Regions from separate parts of the Sus scrofa genome. Here regions 2 and 3 are each linked to region 1. A link is a contact called in public Hi-C and HiChIP or PLAC-seq data. All regions are on one chromosome and are shown on one strand. The core of a region is the stretch at or near the end of the contact, and the rest is flanking DNA. Distances in the headings are between cores, read along the strand shown. Region 1 has its middle 18 kb from the start of MYSM1. Region 2 overlaps FGGY (FGGY carbohydrate kinase domain-containing protein). Region 3 overlaps FGGY (FGGY carbohydrate kinase domain-containing protein).

The links. A called contact is a pair of places that touch in the nucleus more often than the background predicts. HiChIP or PLAC-seq counts read pairs in DNA pulled down with a chosen protein or histone mark.
Region 2: an H3K27ac HiChIP or PLAC-seq map of alveolar macrophages shows a contact between it and region 1. The contact joins two enhancer-like sites. A contact is called at or near these places in 1 of 47 Hi-C or Micro-C datasets (embryonic fibroblasts) and 1 of 2 datasets of contacts at active chromatin or transcription factors (alveolar macrophages).
Region 3: a contact with region 1 is called in a Hi-C map of alveolar macrophages, with 3 times the contacts expected there. The contact joins two enhancer-like sites. A contact is called at or near these places in 22 of 47 Hi-C or Micro-C datasets (adipocytes, adipose tissue, alveolar macrophages and 14 more) and 2 of 2 datasets of contacts at active chromatin or transcription factors (alveolar macrophages and skeletal muscle).

The regions. Positions count from the first base shown.
Region 1 is chr6:153,735,954-153,738,653 of Sscrofa11.1, forward strand. No RefSeq gene overlaps it. Among named protein-coding and RNA genes, the nearest start is that of MYSM1, 18 kb to the right of the region's middle. Within about 2 kb of position 1,423, at least 11 of the 83 cell types and tissues checked have an H3K27ac peak or open chromatin away from gene starts, as enhancers often do. A contact at or near this core is called in alveolar macrophages, where this site is marked.
Region 2 is chr6:153,136,695-153,139,394 of Sscrofa11.1, forward strand. The region is part of intron 5 of FGGY (FGGY carbohydrate kinase domain-containing protein); the gene reads right to left. Among named protein-coding and RNA genes, the nearest start is that of FGGY, 75 kb to the right of the region's middle. Within about 2 kb of position 1,382, at least 6 of the 83 cell types and tissues checked have an H3K27ac peak or open chromatin away from gene starts, as enhancers often do. A contact at or near this core is called in alveolar macrophages, where this site is marked.
Region 3 is chr6:152,822,767-152,825,466 of Sscrofa11.1, forward strand. All of the region lies in intron 14 of FGGY (FGGY carbohydrate kinase domain-containing protein), which reads right to left. Among named protein-coding and RNA genes, the nearest start is that of HOOK1, 110 kb to the left of the region's middle. Within about 2 kb of position 1,310, at least 4 of the 83 cell types and tissues checked have an H3K27ac peak or open chromatin away from gene starts, as enhancers often do. A contact at or near this core is called in alveolar macrophages, where this site is marked.

The DNA of each region.
Region 1 (2,700 bases), core at 173-2,672:
AAACGTGGCACACAGTAAGTGCTCAGTCAACAGTGTCTGCAATTAGGTCTCCCCAAGCTCTTCCTTTCATGGAATGTGTTTCTTTCCTCAGTACCAAAATTACAGGTCTTCATCTAATAAGTGGACAAAATAATACCAAAGTTATAGGACTACTAGGGCTAAATTAGATAAGACACATAAATCTTACAATCTCATCACAATTCTCATTTGCCTTATCCTAAAATTGAACGTGCTTCCACCAGAGTTCTTTTTTTTTTTTTTTTTTTTTTTTTGTCTTTTTGCTATTTCTTTGGGCCGCTCCCGCGGCATATGGAGGTTCCCAGGCTAGGGGTCGAATCGGAGCTGTAGCCACTGGCCTATGCCAGAGCCACAGCAACGCGCGATCCGAGCCGCGTCTGCAACCTACACCACAGCTCAAGGCAACGCCCGATCGTTAACCCACTGAGCAAGGGCAGGGACCAAACCCGCAACCTCATGGTTCCTAGTCGGATTCGTTAACCACTGAGCCACGACGGGAACTCCCCACCAGAGTTCTAATCACTCTGTGTCTGTCATGTGTCTCTCCTGTTCACACAGTTACACAGTCTTGTGTGTGTCTTAGGGAGGATGGGTCCACAGCATGTGCGGGGAGTCTGCCATAGGCCAGGCCTGTCAGATGTGTGCTTTTGATACATGATCTCCTTGGATCTTCCCCCAGACTCTAAAGAGACATGGAATCGCCATCCCAAGATGAGAACACAGATGCTATGAAAGGTCAAGGACCTTAACCAGGTGTGATGCCATATTCTTTGCATCACTCTGTAGCCTAACTGAGGCCAAAGCAGGTGTCCAATAAATGTCAAAGAATGCTACTACAGATGACGAAGCCCCTCCTCTGAGGCTGCATGTTCTCTACGTTCAGCACTTGAGGGCAAACACTCAGGGGCCGAATTGCCTTGGCTCTTTCCCTTTCCAGATCTCTGCCTTTGGTAAGTTCTTAACCACTCTGTGCCTCAGTTTAAATCACCTGTAAAATGGAAATCATAACAGCATCTACCTTATAGTATTGTTTGTTTTGAGAATAAAATAAATTTGAATATGTAGATTGTTTTGTATAGTGTCTGGCATATAGTAAATGCTCATTAAATGTCTCTCTTAAATAATTAGAGCAGAGCCCCTGCCCAGTAGCACCACTGGAAAGACTCAGGAAACTGCCCATTGAGCTGTGGTAGGTCCAGGCCTTAAGAGCCTGCAGATACTTGGATGCTGTTGCCAGTAGGAAACAAGGCCCGTTTCCAGCTGTAACAGCCTCACAGTTGACAAAGGGATGTTTTACTCTCTCATTTCCTTCACAAGTCATTTTACTCTCTTTCCAAGGCTTTAGGGCAACTGTTGTTTCAATAGGAAGCTCTCTGGAGCCATGAGTCAACAGTTGCTCATCCCAGGAGGTGATTCACACACCAGAGCGTGTGGTCTACAAATGGTGTGGGGGTGGTACCTCTGGGGGAGAGATTGATGTGCCCCCAGATGAGTTGTTTGCGATCATAGGCTTCTCACAAGCAGACGTGAGAACAGATGCACCAATTAATTTCTCATCATGTCCCCTTCACACTCCTCCGGAAGGGGCACAAATGCTCCAAAAGATGTTGAACTTGGGCTTGGGAACAGTCATTTCCTCTGTCCCACAGGCCTTTTCACAATGAGGGCGGGTTAGAGTCAGAAGACGGAACTAGATATTTGGATGGTTCCACGATGTGTGTTACTCATATTAGGGTAAGCTGAGAAGATTCCTGAGTAGCTGACTGGAGAGGGGTTTTGGAGCCGAAGGCAGTTTCAGTGGGGTGAGAGTCTTGCCCTTCGATTTTCACTTGATAATAAAAATGTTCAGGTAGAAAAATTGATCAAGCTGTTACGTATTTGTCTGTTTCTTCCACTAGATCATGCACATCCCAGGGATACTAAATCTTACTCTGCATCTCTAAGAGTTAGGACTAGGAGTCCTGCATTGACCATGTGCCAAAACACCTGCATCTGAATCTGAGTTCCAGACAAGCTGCTTAACCTCTCATTTCTGTAGTTTTCTCTCCTATAATATGGAGACTAGATAATTCCAGCCCAATAGGGTTGTCAAAACATTAATTGATCTAATGCAGTGCTACTAAGAGTGGGATCCGTGGATCGTAGCTCCTCTGCAAATTGTTACCAGTCCTTGGTCAGTTGTGTACAAAAAGTGAAAGTAATCTCTTGGAAGCTTTTATAGCAACTGCACATTTCAGCAATAGTTTTATTATCTTTAATGAAAGTATCAGCTCACAGTAGTTAACATTTTTTTTAAATCCAGTCCATCAATATAATTTGAGAACTACTAATAGAATCTAATCTTACAATGGAGATGTGTTCAAGCATTTACTTTTCAAAATGTATATCATTTTATCAGAAACATCTTCCTGTAGATATAAGACCAGATACTCTTCAAGGAAAACATAGGCCAAACACTCTCTGACATAAACAACAGCAATACCTTATCAGATCCACCCCTTAGAGTAATGACAATAAAAATAAAAATAAACAAATGAGACTTAATTAAACTTAAAAGTTTCTGCACAGCAAAGGAAACCATAAACAAAACAAAAAGACAACCCACAGAATGGGAGAAAATATTTGCAAATGAAGTGACTGACAAGGGATTAACCTCTAAAATTTATGAATACCTCCTATCAC
Region 2 (2,700 bases), core at 132-2,631, 600 kb before region 1:
TAGTAATTATGAAGACCATACTTTTTATGAAGCTCTTGGCTTCACCCTTAGTTATTCTATTAATATGTTCACTCCATTGTGATTTTTAAAGTATTTCTATCACTGTTTTTATCTTCTCCTAGTACCAGTCACTTCAAATCTCTTTAGAGGAAAGGATTTATAAATATGAATAAGATTTTGTCTGATTGTACACAATTTTATTATTCCAATTTCTGACTTCCCATTTCTCATGTTACCAAAACTCTGGACTGTTATTCACTAAAGGATAGGACGTGGCAAATTCCTCAAACACTGAACTTCAGTTCTTGAATTGCAAACAGTGATAGCACCATGTGCTTTAACTGATGGTCAGGAGGACTAATGGGGTTCACATTTATTAAAATGCTAGCAAAGGTATAGAGAATGCCCTCAACAAATGACTGTTGCTGTTATTACATAATTATTATATTAACGAAAATGGCAATGATTATTTTTATCAATGTAATGAAAAAAAATGGAACTGAATTACAAATTAATCATAGGCCAAAGGGGTGATTTTCTTTTTCTTTTAATAATGTTTTTCTTTTCCCCATTATAACTAGTTTACAGTGTTCTGTCAATTTTTACTACACAGCAAGGTGACCCAGTCACACATACATGTATACATTCTTTTTTCTCACAAGAGTAGCTATCATATTTTGGAGTATAAGAACAATAAATAAAGGGGAGGGTGATCAGGAGAGTAAACCAGATAAGAGGAGGAGGAAGAAGACTTCTTACACATTGTCACTGCCAAAAACAAGTCTGAAGACTTAAGACAAGGTGAAATCTGATCACTTTTCAGCCATGACTCCACTAGAATAATAAAATGAAAAATAGAAAGGGGGAGAAAAAAAATACCTCCTAGCTTTTCTGGCATCCATTTCCCCAAAGCCTCCCAAAACAATCACAATAAGAGCCAAATAAACACCAAATTTGAACCGCTCCTTGGCCCAGAGGATGCCAAGTTCATGTTCCACTGCCCAGATTTTTTTTGGCATTGGCGCATTCAGACTCAGACCTTCCTTTTCCTTATTCTAGAAGATGGGACAGATGGGCTGAGGGTGGGGGGAGGTCATTAAAAGAACTGTGAGTTGTTTAAATACTATGTGTTACACATTTTATCCACAGCACCTGTAACCCTGGGGACATCCAGATGAGGACCTGGGCTTGGGTGAGGTTGGGGGCGGGGAAAGGTAATTTACTCCAGAATTGCAGAGAGTACACAGCAGAGCCACTGAACCCAGGTCAGTCTGACTACAAGGACTTCCTGCTTTCCATGATGACAGAAACGTAATGCAAAGACTCCTTGTCAAAATCCATAGAGAAAAGAAATGAAATAGCTAAGTCTTGCAAAAAGTTTCTCAGCATTGTGTTGAGAAATTTTCCATCACCTCCCTCAGTCAGTCTATACAATAACCCCATGGGGCAATTACTCCCTCTTCCCTATTATATTCAATCAAGAGAGATGATGATGATGATGATGATGCAGGTTGAAATGAGAAGAGAGAAAGAATGAAGAGACTGAGGAAACAACAGGAAAGAAAGACTGGTAATTGCCCAGGGAGAGGGCAACCATCTTTATCAGAGGAAATTGGTGCCTGGTGCCCAAGGTCCACAGGCTCTGCCCTAGAGGAGAGGGAAGCTGGTGGGGAGGCCTCTGGAAGGTGCTGGCCAGTATGGCAAGGGCAGGGGAGGGGACGGCAAATTCCTACTAAGGAAAGTAGAATGACTCATTGAGTGCCACAGCCAATAAAAAAAAGATGGCAGGGCTGCCGAATAGCACAGGTAACTATATCTAGTTACTTGTGATGGGGAGGATAATGTAAGAAAAAGAATGTATGTACAGATACACACACACACACACACACCACACACACACACACGAATGACTGGGACACTTTGCTGCATAGCAGAAATTGACAGAACAGTGTAAATCAAGTATAATTAAAAAAAAAAAAAGAAAGGACAAAGTTATTAGAAAATTTTCAAAAAATGGCAGGGGTAACGGGACAGTTAATGAATCGCTGATGAGCATTAAACATTCTGCTTCCTCAGGATGTGAGCTTGTCATAGTGGGATGGATGCCCCCAACCTTGTTCTGATTGGCCAACCAGAAGCTGTCCATTTAATTCACCCTATTCATTTGACTTTTTGTTTATTTATTTATTCGTTGTCTTTTTAGGGCCGCACCTGTGGCATATGGAGGTTCCCAGGCTAGGGGTCTATTCAGAGCTAAAGCTGCCGGCCTACACCACCGCTCATGGCAACGCCAGATCCTTAACCCACTGAGTGAGGCCAGGGATCAAACCTGCAACCTCATGGTTCCTAGCTGGATTTGTTAACCACTAAGCCACAACAGGAACTCCCATTTGACCTTTTAAAATACTTCCTGAAAAAAAAGGACAGACTGAACTTCTTTGCAGAACAGACTCACAGACTCACAGACATTGAAAAACTTAAGGTCTCTGGAGGAGACCGTTTTGGGGGTGGGGGGATGTGCTTGGGTTGTGGGATAGAAATCCTGTGAAATTGGATTGTGATGATCATTATACAACTACAGATGTGATAATTCACTGAGTAATAAAAAAAATTTTTTTTAATTAAAATACTTCCAATCCTGGGTCCTACTGTACAGCACAGGGAATTGCGTGTGATTGGGTCACTTTGCTGTACAGCAGA
Region 3 (2,700 bases), core at 60-2,559, 910 kb before region 1:
AGGCTTTCTTTTTAAACAGAAACATGCAATGGAAAGCGAACTCAACTCTGGTGAAAGGTAATGGATGCATCCCTCTGGGAAGAGCTGTCCTGTTTATCAAAAGAAAGAAGAGAGGAGGGTCCAGAGCAAGGGGCGGGGGGAATGCCTGAGGGGTCAGCAAAGAGAGTGCCTAATTTCAGAGAGGAGCCAAAATCAGTTTCTATCGCCAGGCTTCCTTCTTTGCCAGAATTGAAAGAAGGAATAAATGCTATCTTTTCCCACAGAGTCAGGGGCATTATTGAGCAGGAAGATAGTATTTTAAGATATGGAGGATGTAACAGTAGCCAAATAAATGCAGGCAAATGCAGGCAAATGTTTACTGACTCCCAATGCATTAGAGAAATACTTTCTTTTTTTCAAAGTAGGGGGGATCTTTAGTTTTCTGGGTATTATGCTAGGCACTGATCAAGGGGTGGTTAAGACAAGTCAGGAAGACAGTAAATGTTAATGATGCTAAGAGTCAAGGGCCATGATAGAGTTTTACTCAATGTTTCCAATAAAAAAGTAATATATCTAACATACAGACGCTACAAAACAAATAAGCATCCTCTCCTTTCCAATGCCATGAGGTTCCCTAAAATCCTCAGGCTAGAACAAGACATCCCAGGTGTTAAAACGTCAGATAATATCACATCCCATCTCTGAAAAAGCCAGCAGAAAGGTCACCATATTCTTACCATTTTTTAATTTGAGAAACTAAGTTTAAGTCCAGAAAAGTCCAGAAAAGAATATCATACCACTTAGAAGGGGATTAGTGCAAGTTTTTTTGTTTTTGTTTTTTTTAAATATTCAGACAGTATTCTGTCCATTCATGGATGATAGAGCTGAGGCTTTGAGAGGTTAATCATATTATCCAAGATCCTAGATTTAAGAAGTTATAGAGGGTAGATGGAACCCAAGGGTGTTTTACTTGAAAATCCACTTTTAAAAATCACGAACACCCCTCCTCACCAACCACCACCCCTGTCCCGCTCCTTCTCTGCAGCTGACTGAAGACTCAAGGCAGGAGCGATGAAGGAAATTGGGGTGAGGCTGGGGACAAAGCATGCAACCACATTTATCTCTTGTCACCTACTTAGAAAAGACTGAAGGAAGAGGGTTTGGGTTCTCAGAACTCTGCTTTTCACTGCCGCTGTCATCCCCACCTGAGCTATCTATTTCCCCCATGGGGGAGAAGTCACTGAAATGTGAAGCATGCCAAAGTCTTCACAGTGACGGTGGGTATAGTCGGGGACCACTGGCCACAGGCTGTGTTGCATCAAGACCACAACCAGGAAGGAAGGAAATTTTGACATGTGCTACCACATGGATGGCTCTCGAGGACATTATGCTAAGTGAAATAAGCCAGTCAAAAAAAAAAAAAAAAAAAAGAGAGGGAGAGAAAGAGAGACAAATACTATATGATTCCACTTTTACCAGGTACCTAAAGTAGTCAAATTCAGAGACAGAAGTAGAAGCACGTTGTCAGAGACTGGAGGGAAGTGGGGGTGGGGAATCATCGCGGAATGGGTACAGTTTCAGTTTTGCAGGATCAAAAGAGTTCTGGATATTGATTGTGCAGTAATATGAATAATACTTAACACTACTAAACTGTATATACAAAAGAATACAACCAAGAATGCCTTCTCTGGTGATCATTTGCAGTGTTCTCTTGTTTGGCACAATATGACGTGTGACCGTTCCAATTTTTAGATTTGTGCAAGTAAAACTCCTTTTGTGGGACATCCCTGCTACTTTTCTGGAAAGCAGGAAATAGATCTTTTCTTTTTTATAAACATGTAACATTGTGTATCTGCATTGTTGTACATGAATTCTCACCCTGGTTGGATCAGCTAAGGGCTCTGAACAAAGCACTTCCCCTCTCTGGGTCCCAACTTCCACATCTGTAAAAGGAAGGATTGGGTGAGATGATTTCTGAGGGCCCTTTCAATTCTCAGATGCCAATTCCTGTTTTTCCAAATGTGAACACTGTCTACACCATTAGGTATACTTTATTTATTATTGACAATCATCAGAACATTTTTGCAAAGCCACAAGTCACTTCTCAAATACCAACTCGTTGCATTTTTCCTGAGGGATGCGTGGAGAGAGGAAGGATGCTGGGCAAGGCAGGCAGACAGGAAGCAGTGGAGTTAAAGTGCCCTGGAAGAAACACTGGACTGGGAGTCTCACAGTATGAGGTTTAGTCCTGGGCTCTACCACTTGGTAGCCAGGTGAATCAGAACAGAAACATTTACTTGGGCTTACTAAGCATGAGATGCTTTTACATTTGTTATCTTATTATTTCACAAATTTTAGTTACTCACATTCCATCTTCATAATTGTTTCCATATCTACGTACCACCTGTAGTATTTACTACATATGCAATATTTTTTTCTAAATTCCAAATAAACTTTTTTCTCTTTTTCCAAATTGCCTTGTTCCACGTAAAAATGTCTATGAAAACATAGGTGTGGTCCTGGTTATCTTTTTTTTCTAATGTACATTAAAATATGGGATCTAAAATATGGTACAAAGGTGAACCTATCTATAAAACAGAAACAGACTCACAGACATAGAGAACAGACTTGTGGTTGCCAAGGGGGAGGCGGGAGGGAGTGGGATGGATGGGGAGTCTGGGGTTAGTAGATCCAAACTATTACATTTAGAATGGGTAAACA